Regions from separate parts of the Mus musculus genome. Here region 1 is linked to region 2. A link is a contact called in public promoter capture Hi-C data. All regions are on one chromosome and are shown on one strand. Each heading gives the region's core, a stretch centred on a gene start, on an enhancer-like site or on the middle of the called end of the contact. The rest is flanking DNA. Distances are from core to core; before and after follow the strand shown. Region 1 has its middle 6.8 kb from the start of Gm26534. Region 2 overlaps Llgl1 (LLGL1 scribble cell polarity complex component).

The links. Capture Hi-C pulls out chosen DNA fragments and counts their contacts.
Region 1: a promoter capture Hi-C map of adipose tissue shows a contact between it and region 2. The contact joins two enhancer-like sites. A contact is called at or near these places in 1 of 39 promoter capture datasets (macrophages), 9 of 484 Hi-C or Micro-C datasets (B cells, LSK cells, the N1E-115 cell line and 6 more), 5 of 115 datasets of contacts at active chromatin or transcription factors (the HPC-7 cell line, bone marrow-derived macrophages, fibro-adipogenic progenitors and 1 more) and 4 of 9 other capture datasets (adipose tissue, liver, macrophages and 1 more).

What each region holds. Positions count from the first base shown.
Region 1 is chr11:60,889,158-60,892,763 of GRCm38.p6, forward strand. No RefSeq gene overlaps it. Among named protein-coding and RNA genes, the nearest start is that of Gm26534, 6.8 kb to the left of the region's middle. Within about 2 kb of position 1,719, at least 6 of the 459 cell types and tissues checked have an H3K27ac peak or open chromatin away from gene starts, as enhancers often do. A contact at or near this core is called in adipose tissue, where this site is marked.
Region 2 is chr11:60,706,329-60,709,793 of GRCm38.p6, forward strand. Llgl1 (LLGL1 scribble cell polarity complex component) reads left to right here. Exons shown (of 21, transcript NM_001159404.2): 6 at 1-27; 7 at 110-245; 8 at 424-478; 9 at 631-785; 10 at 861-1,084; 11 at 1,253-1,320; 12 at 2,216-2,369; 13 at 2,461-2,565; 14 at 3,107-3,399. Among named protein-coding and RNA genes, the nearest start is that of Llgl1, 8.4 kb to the left of the region's middle. Within about 2 kb of position 1,568, at least 133 of the 459 cell types and tissues checked have an H3K27ac peak or open chromatin away from gene starts, as enhancers often do. A contact at or near this core is called in adipose tissue, where this site is marked.

The sequences.
Region 1 (3,606 bases), core at 469-2,968, 180 kb after region 2:
ACGGAAACAGACTGGCTGATGGAATAACGTGAGAAGCCATGACTGAACCTCCCTCCTCACACCTAGACTAGAACTTTAACTGGAAAAATGCTCCATCAGATTGCTTGTAGGCAGGTCTTGGTGGGTTGGGAGAACATTTTCTCAGTTATGATTGATGTGAGAGGGTCCAGACCCCTTGGGGACGGTGCCACTCCTGAGCAAGTGGTCTAGGTGTATAAGAAAATGTGCCAGGGGCCAGGAGTAGTGGTGCATGCCTTTAATCCCAGCACTTGGGAGGCAGAGGCAGGTGCAGGTGGATTTCTGAGTTCGAGGCCAGCCTGGTCTACAGAGTGAGTTCCAGGACAGCCAGGGCTATACAGAGAAACCCTGTCTCGAAAAACAAACAAACAAGCAAACAAAAAAACAAAAAAAAATTTGGTTTTTACGTTCATTCATTATTTTGTGCATGGGTGCACACAGGGGAAAACTTGCAGGAGTCAGTTCTCCTTCCATCATGTGGCTTCCAGGGATCAACTCAGGTCATCAGGCTGGGCATCTGATGAGCCATCTCTCTGGCCCCAGATTCATTTTAAACAAGGGCTTGGCCATACTCAGCCACAGGGACCCCCAGGTACCCGCTGGCCTAGTTAACTCTAAACCTGGGGTTTGGGGTCCAGCAAACTTGTCTCTTCAGCATTTAAGATGAGCGCTGGAGGTGTCCTGGTTAGTTCTTCGTCAGCTTGACTCAAGGTAGAGTCACTTGAGAAGAGGAACTCAGTTGAGAAAAACATCTCCACTAGACTAGCCTGTGGTCTATTTTCTAATGGTTGTGTTAAACCCACAGGGCAAGAGCAAGATCACTACCATAATTTTGAGCCAAATTTGAAGCAAGCTTGAATTTATTGGCATGTAGCCAAGGGCTGACCAGGGACTGCCTTTTTTTTCCAGGTTAAAGGGAACAGCCTCAAGTCCATTTCTTGCACACACACAAGCTCCCCACCCCAACCCTCGTTTGTTTTGATTTGGTCTTTTGGTTTTTTGAAGCAGACTTTCTCTGTGTAGCCCTGGCTGTCCTGAAACTTGCTCTGTAGACCAGTCTGGCTTCAGAGATCATGCTTGCTCTGCCTCCTCCCAAGTGCTGGAATTAAAGGCGTGTGCCATCATATGATTCTTCTTGGGTCCCAATTAAGGAGTAAAATCACAAGTAGTTACAAAGCAGGTTTACAGAAGAGAGACAACGAACTAATAAGAAAGTACAGAAAAATCTAAAACAAAAACAAAACAACAACCCACCATGTGGTTTCCGTATGATTTAGGAGGGTGATTCGTGAGATCAGGGGAGGTCAGGGCGGGTCAGAGAGGGTCAGGGTACTCAGAAAACAACTGAAGGTCATGGGTTGAGACAGGTCAGGCTCTAGGAAACAGACTTAAAACCAGCAACTTGTCTTTTACAGTAAATGGAAACTTACTTTTAACATTACGGCACAATGGCCTTCAAACTGGAGTCAGGCAGGTTCCTCAGTTGATGTAGGAGGGCCCAGCTCACTGTGGGCAGCAGGACCACTCCTGGGCCACTGGTCCTCTAGTGTATGGAAAAGCAGGATCAACCAACCATGAAGAGCAAGTCAATAAACAGCGTTCTAGCACGGCTTCTTGTTCAGTTCTGACTCCCCTCAGTGACGGACTGTTACCCAGGATATATAAGCAGAAATAGACCCTTTCCTCCTTGCCAGATCCAAGAGGCACAAATGGCTAACTGTGGTGCCTCTTAGCATACCAAAGAGCAGCTGACACATCTCAGCACCTCTTAAGAGTCTAGCTGGCTCCTCTCAGCTTCTTGACACTCCCTTACTCCTTTCTCCTTTGTTCCCTCTTCTCTCTCTCTCTCTCTCTCTCTCTCTCTCTCTCTCTCTCTCTCCCTCTCTCTCCCTCTCTCTCTCTCCCTCCCTCCCTCCCTCCCTCCCTCCCCCCATCCTCCACTTCTCTCATGGTCCAGTCCAGTCTCCTGGTCATGTCTGGTCTACTTCTTTCTCTCCCTTCTCTGGACTCTTCCAGATGCCCCTGGCTGTGCTCTCCCTCATATCTACAATAAAAACCTTCTCCTCAACTCTTCTCCTCAGAGTAGTCATATCTTCATTGCATTCTTTCTGGCTTTGGTGCTCAACCACAGCAATAGAAACCCTAAGGCAAGAGGAAAGCATGCTGTGTGCTTTAGCCTCAGATACATCGTGAACTTGCATGGCTGGAAGACTCATGCACCAGCACTTTTGAAAAACTTCCCTTCGTCCTCTCATCAGAGTGCTGGGGTAGGTGTTGGTTGGGATGGAATTGGGGGTCTCACATAAGCTAGATAAGCACTTTTATCTTTAAGCCCAGTCTCGAAGACCCAGACCTCCTGTTATAATAATGGGAGCCAAATATGTCTTCTCGTTTGAATACCTGGAACGTTCAGGGAATGTGGGGGTTGCTCATAACTTCCTAGAATCCTGTGGAAAGGTCCAGCCTAGGAGTAAGCAAAGGGGGCTTGGTCTTGAACATTGGGTTGAGCACCATCTAGGTAATGCTACTTATACATTAAAAAGGGAAAACATACTAGGGGGGCTGGAGAGAGGGCTCAGTGGTTAAGAGCGCCGACTGCTCTTCCGGAGGTCCTGAGTTCAAATCCCAGCAACAATATGGTGGCTCACAACCATCTGTAATGAGATCTGATGCCCTCTTCTGGTATTTCTGAAGACAGCTACATTGTACTTACATATAATAAATAAATGAAACTTGAAAAAAAAATCTTACTGAGGCTAGGCCTTAGGTCAGTATGAGAATATTTGCCTAGCATGTGCAAGGCCCTGAGTTCATCCCTGCTAAGACACACACACACACACACCCCTTACAGCTAGGTGTGAATGGTGCACATCTGTAACCGCCAAATTTGGGAGGTAGAGTCAGAAGGATGAGGAGTCAAGACCATCCTCAACTACATTGTGAGTCCCAGGCCAGCCTGGGCTAAGATTCGGTCTCGAAAACAAACAAACAAGCCAGGCATGGTGGCGCACGCCTTTAATCCCAGCACTTGGGAGGCAGAGGCAGGTGAATTTCTGAGTTTGAGGCCAGCCTGGTCTACAGAGTGAGTTCCAGGACAGCCAGGACTACACAGAGAAACCCTGTCTCGAAAAACCAAAAACCAAACAAACAAAAAACAAAACAAAAAGGAACAAGACAATGACTAAGCTCTTCATTTGCCACAAGGTGTAGAGCTTTAGCCAATGACCAAGATGGAGGGGCTCTACCAGGGAGTACTGAAAGTCTGAGAAAGAAAACATGGCCCTCCTCTCTGCACTTCATGTAACAGAGCCAACTCGAGGAGAGCTGGTGCTACCTAGTCACAGGAGAGACAGATACTATATAAATAACCCATAAAGGGTACTGACCTCAAGGGCCTGTGCAACCATGTGCTGGTGCAATGCTCTAAGACACAAGAATCTGGAACTGGGTGCTCTCGGAACCCAGATCCACACCTATTACAAAGCTCATATGTAAGACACTAGCTTAAAATCTAAACAAAACATAGGTCTCTGTTAAAATTACATGGAGTAAGTTTACCTATATTTTGCAAGTAACTACTCTTTGGAA
Region 2 (3,465 bases), core at 318-2,817:
GTGGACAACGTTTTCCTAGGTAACCAGGTAAGCAAACGAGGCCCGAATGCTCCTCTTCCAGGCCCTTGTCCACACCTGCTGGCTCATGCCATCCTATCCTCATCCATAGCAGCTGGAGAGCCTGTGTTGGGGCCGTGATGGCAGCAGCATTATCAGCTCACACAGTGATGGCAGCTATGCCATCTGGTCCACAGACACTGGCAGCCCCCCAACGCTGCAGCCCACTGTAGTGACCACACCCTACGGTGAGCACTGGGGAGGCTTGAGCTGAGGGTGGGGACTAGGGGGCCAGCTGGCCTTGAGGGTACTACATAGCCAAATCTACAGAAGGAGCCTCCGGGGGGCATCGCTGGGTATGGGCCGTACCTTGGGGAGAGGCACAAGGGTGAGGAATGGGAGGTCTGACACTCTCCCCACCCCCAGGCCCCTTCCCCTGCAAGGCCATCAACAAGATTCTGTGGCGGAGCTGTGAGTCAGGGTAGGTAGAGGGGCAGTGTGGGAGGGGCTTGTCTGGCTGGGGACTAGAGGATTAGGCTCCGGGTATATAGGGGTGCAGCCCTTACTGGGTTATCCAGCATGTGCCCTGCACTCCCGGAGCTCCTGGTTCACACAGCCTCCCTCCCCTTGCAGAGACCACTTTATCATCTTCAGTGGTGGCATGCCTCGAGCCAGCTATGGTGACCGCCACTGTGTGAGTGTACTGCGAGCAGAGACACTGGTGACCCTGGACTTCACCTCTCGTGTCATTGACTTCTTCACGGTGCACAGCACACAGCCAGAGGATGGTGAGTATCCCACCTCTCTCACCCCCAGCTAGCCCAGTGTGGCTGTAAGCTGAGCTCACTCGCCCAACTCCACAGAGTGTGACAACCCCCAGGCCTTAGCCGTGCTTCTGGAGGAGGAGCTGGTGGTGCTGGACCTGCAGACACCAGGCTGGCCAGCTGTGCCCGCCCCTTACCTGGCCCCACTGCATTCGTCAGCTATCACCTGCTCTGCCCATGTTGCCAATGTCCCCAGCAAGCTGTGGGCCCGCATTGTAAGTGCTGGTGAGCAGCAGAGCCCACAGCCTGCCTCCAGTGCCTTGGTGAGTGTGGGTGTCTTGTGTCCCGGGAGGGGTGGTGAGGTGGGAGCTGTTCTGGTGGAGGGTGTAGTCTAGCCCAGACGGGAGATGGGTATGCGGGAGGCATGTGGCCAGGATGAGAGAGAGACCTTCAGCCTAACTTTAAGCTCCTGTCTTTGTTGTCTTTCTTAGAGTTGGCCCATTACCGGGGGCCGGAACTTGGCCCAGGAACCCTCGCAGCGTGGGCTGCTGCTCACTGGGTAGGTATGGGTGGCAGACAGGGCCCAGCACCTAGGAGGCCTTATTTGTTTTCTGAGCATCCCAGATTCTTTGGGTGCTGAAGTGCTCAGTGACTCAGTCTCAGTCCTAGTGAATCCGATCTGAGTTGTTCCTGTTAGGAAGCCTCCCTTGATTCTGGCTCAAAGCCCTCCTCTCCACTTCCTCTTGGCCTGGGACTGAGTTCCAGCCCAGCCCAGCCCAGGCTCCACCCACCTGGCTTGCCTGCCATGGACTGGAAAATCTGGGTTGGCCTCTGCTGACTCTACCAGTCAGGTGCTGGAAACGCCAGGCTAGGTCAGGGCACTGGTGACTCAGGCCTCACTAACTGCCCTGCCCTCCCTCCTGCCTGTCTGGGACCCTCAGGCCTCTCAAGGCAGCTCGCCCTTTCCTGTTGGGAGCTGGCTCTAGCCTCAGGGATGCTGGGGAGCCTGAACCACCTCGTTCTCTAGTTCCTTTCTGACTGACTTGGGAGCCCAGTGGGGCTCTGCAGCTTGTCCCAGTGCTTCACCTTACTTTTGTCTCCTCCTCTTCCTCTCCCTACTTTCTCCTCGTTTGACACCCAGCCTTTCCATTGCTTACCTGCAAGGCACCCTTAGGCTTCTTGCCTGACCTGGGGTTTGTGGCATGTGCTATGATTTCTGGGTACCCATTGCTCCTCTCTGCCAATTCCTGGTTGTCAAAGTGGTCATTCCTTTACCTTCCAACCTGTTCAGAAGGCTCTCGGGGCATGAGATTGTGTGTAGCCTGAGTACCTATTCTTCCTGCATTGTGGGTGCTTACTGCTGTGTGCAGTAGGTACCTGTAGTGGCCACTGGAAGAATAATTGAGAGGGCGTGGATCTCCCGGGGCAGGCTCTGACACTCACCTTCTCTACAGCCATGAGGATGGCACTGTGCGGTTCTGGGACGCCTCTGGTGTGGCGCTAAGGCCACTCTACAAACTGAGCACAGCTGGCCTCTTCCAGACGGACTGTGAACATGCTGACAGCCTGGCCCAGGCTGTGGAGGATGACTGGCCGCCCTTCCGCAAGGTGCCTCTCCTCCCTCCCCCTGCCCCTCAGGGCCGGCCTTTGAGCTGGTCATAGCTCTGCACTGCATCACCATCCCGTCTTATCCCTTCAGGTGGGCTGCTTTGATCCCTACAGTGATGACCCCCGGCTAGGAATCCAGAAGGTTGCGCTTTGCAAGTACACAGCCCAGATGGTGGTAGCTGGCACTGCAGGCCAGGTGCGGTTGGCCTGCAGTCTCCAGATGTGGTTGGCCTGCGGTCTCCAGATGTGGCTATTGGGGAGGCTTTCTGCAGGAGGTGGCCCTGTAGGGTGTGGTGAAGTAGAGGGCAACCAATGTGGGCGGTAGGTCAGAGTGGGAACGGAACACCAGGGAAGGTTGGCAGGGGTGAGGACAGATGCAAAGTGTGGGGTGCCATCACAGTGTGGGGTGCCATGACTTGAGTAAGGGTAGGGGAAGCACAGAGGCTTGAGGCTGGGAGCAGAAATATAGCTGTGCAGATGTGTTCTGCAACTGCAGGGCCTAGCGGGTCTGTAACAGAGTACCTGTGCACTGACTGCACTCGGGGCCTAGTGTCTAGTCATTGCTCAGTAGAAGGCAGACTCAGGAAGGAGTTACAGACTCCAGGAGGGCAGAGGCCAGCATGTTAGGAGGTCACCACAGCTCAGTGAAGGCTTTGGTACATTGTAGGTATTCAGGGGCCATTTGCTGGGTAGGTGAGTTCTGGGGCCACTCAGCCTCTCTCCTGCTGTGTGTCCAGGTGCTGGTGCTGGAGCTCAGTGAGGTCCCAGCAGAGCATGCCGTCAGTGTGGCCAACGTGGATCTTCTTCAGGATCGCGAGGGCTTCACGTGGAAGGGTCACGAGCGGCTGAACCCACACACGGGGCTGCTGCCGTGGCCTGCCGGATTCCAGCCCCGCATGCTGATACAGTGCCTCCCACCCGCCGCTGTCACTGCTGTCACACTCCATGCTGAGTGGAGCCTCGTGGCCTTTGGTACCAGTCATGGCTTTGGCCTTTTTGACTACCAGCGCAAGAGCCCTGTGCTGGCTAGGTATGTGGCACGAGGTGGCCAGGTGGGTGGGCAGCCAGAGCCCTGAGAAGGTGGTCTGGGATTCCG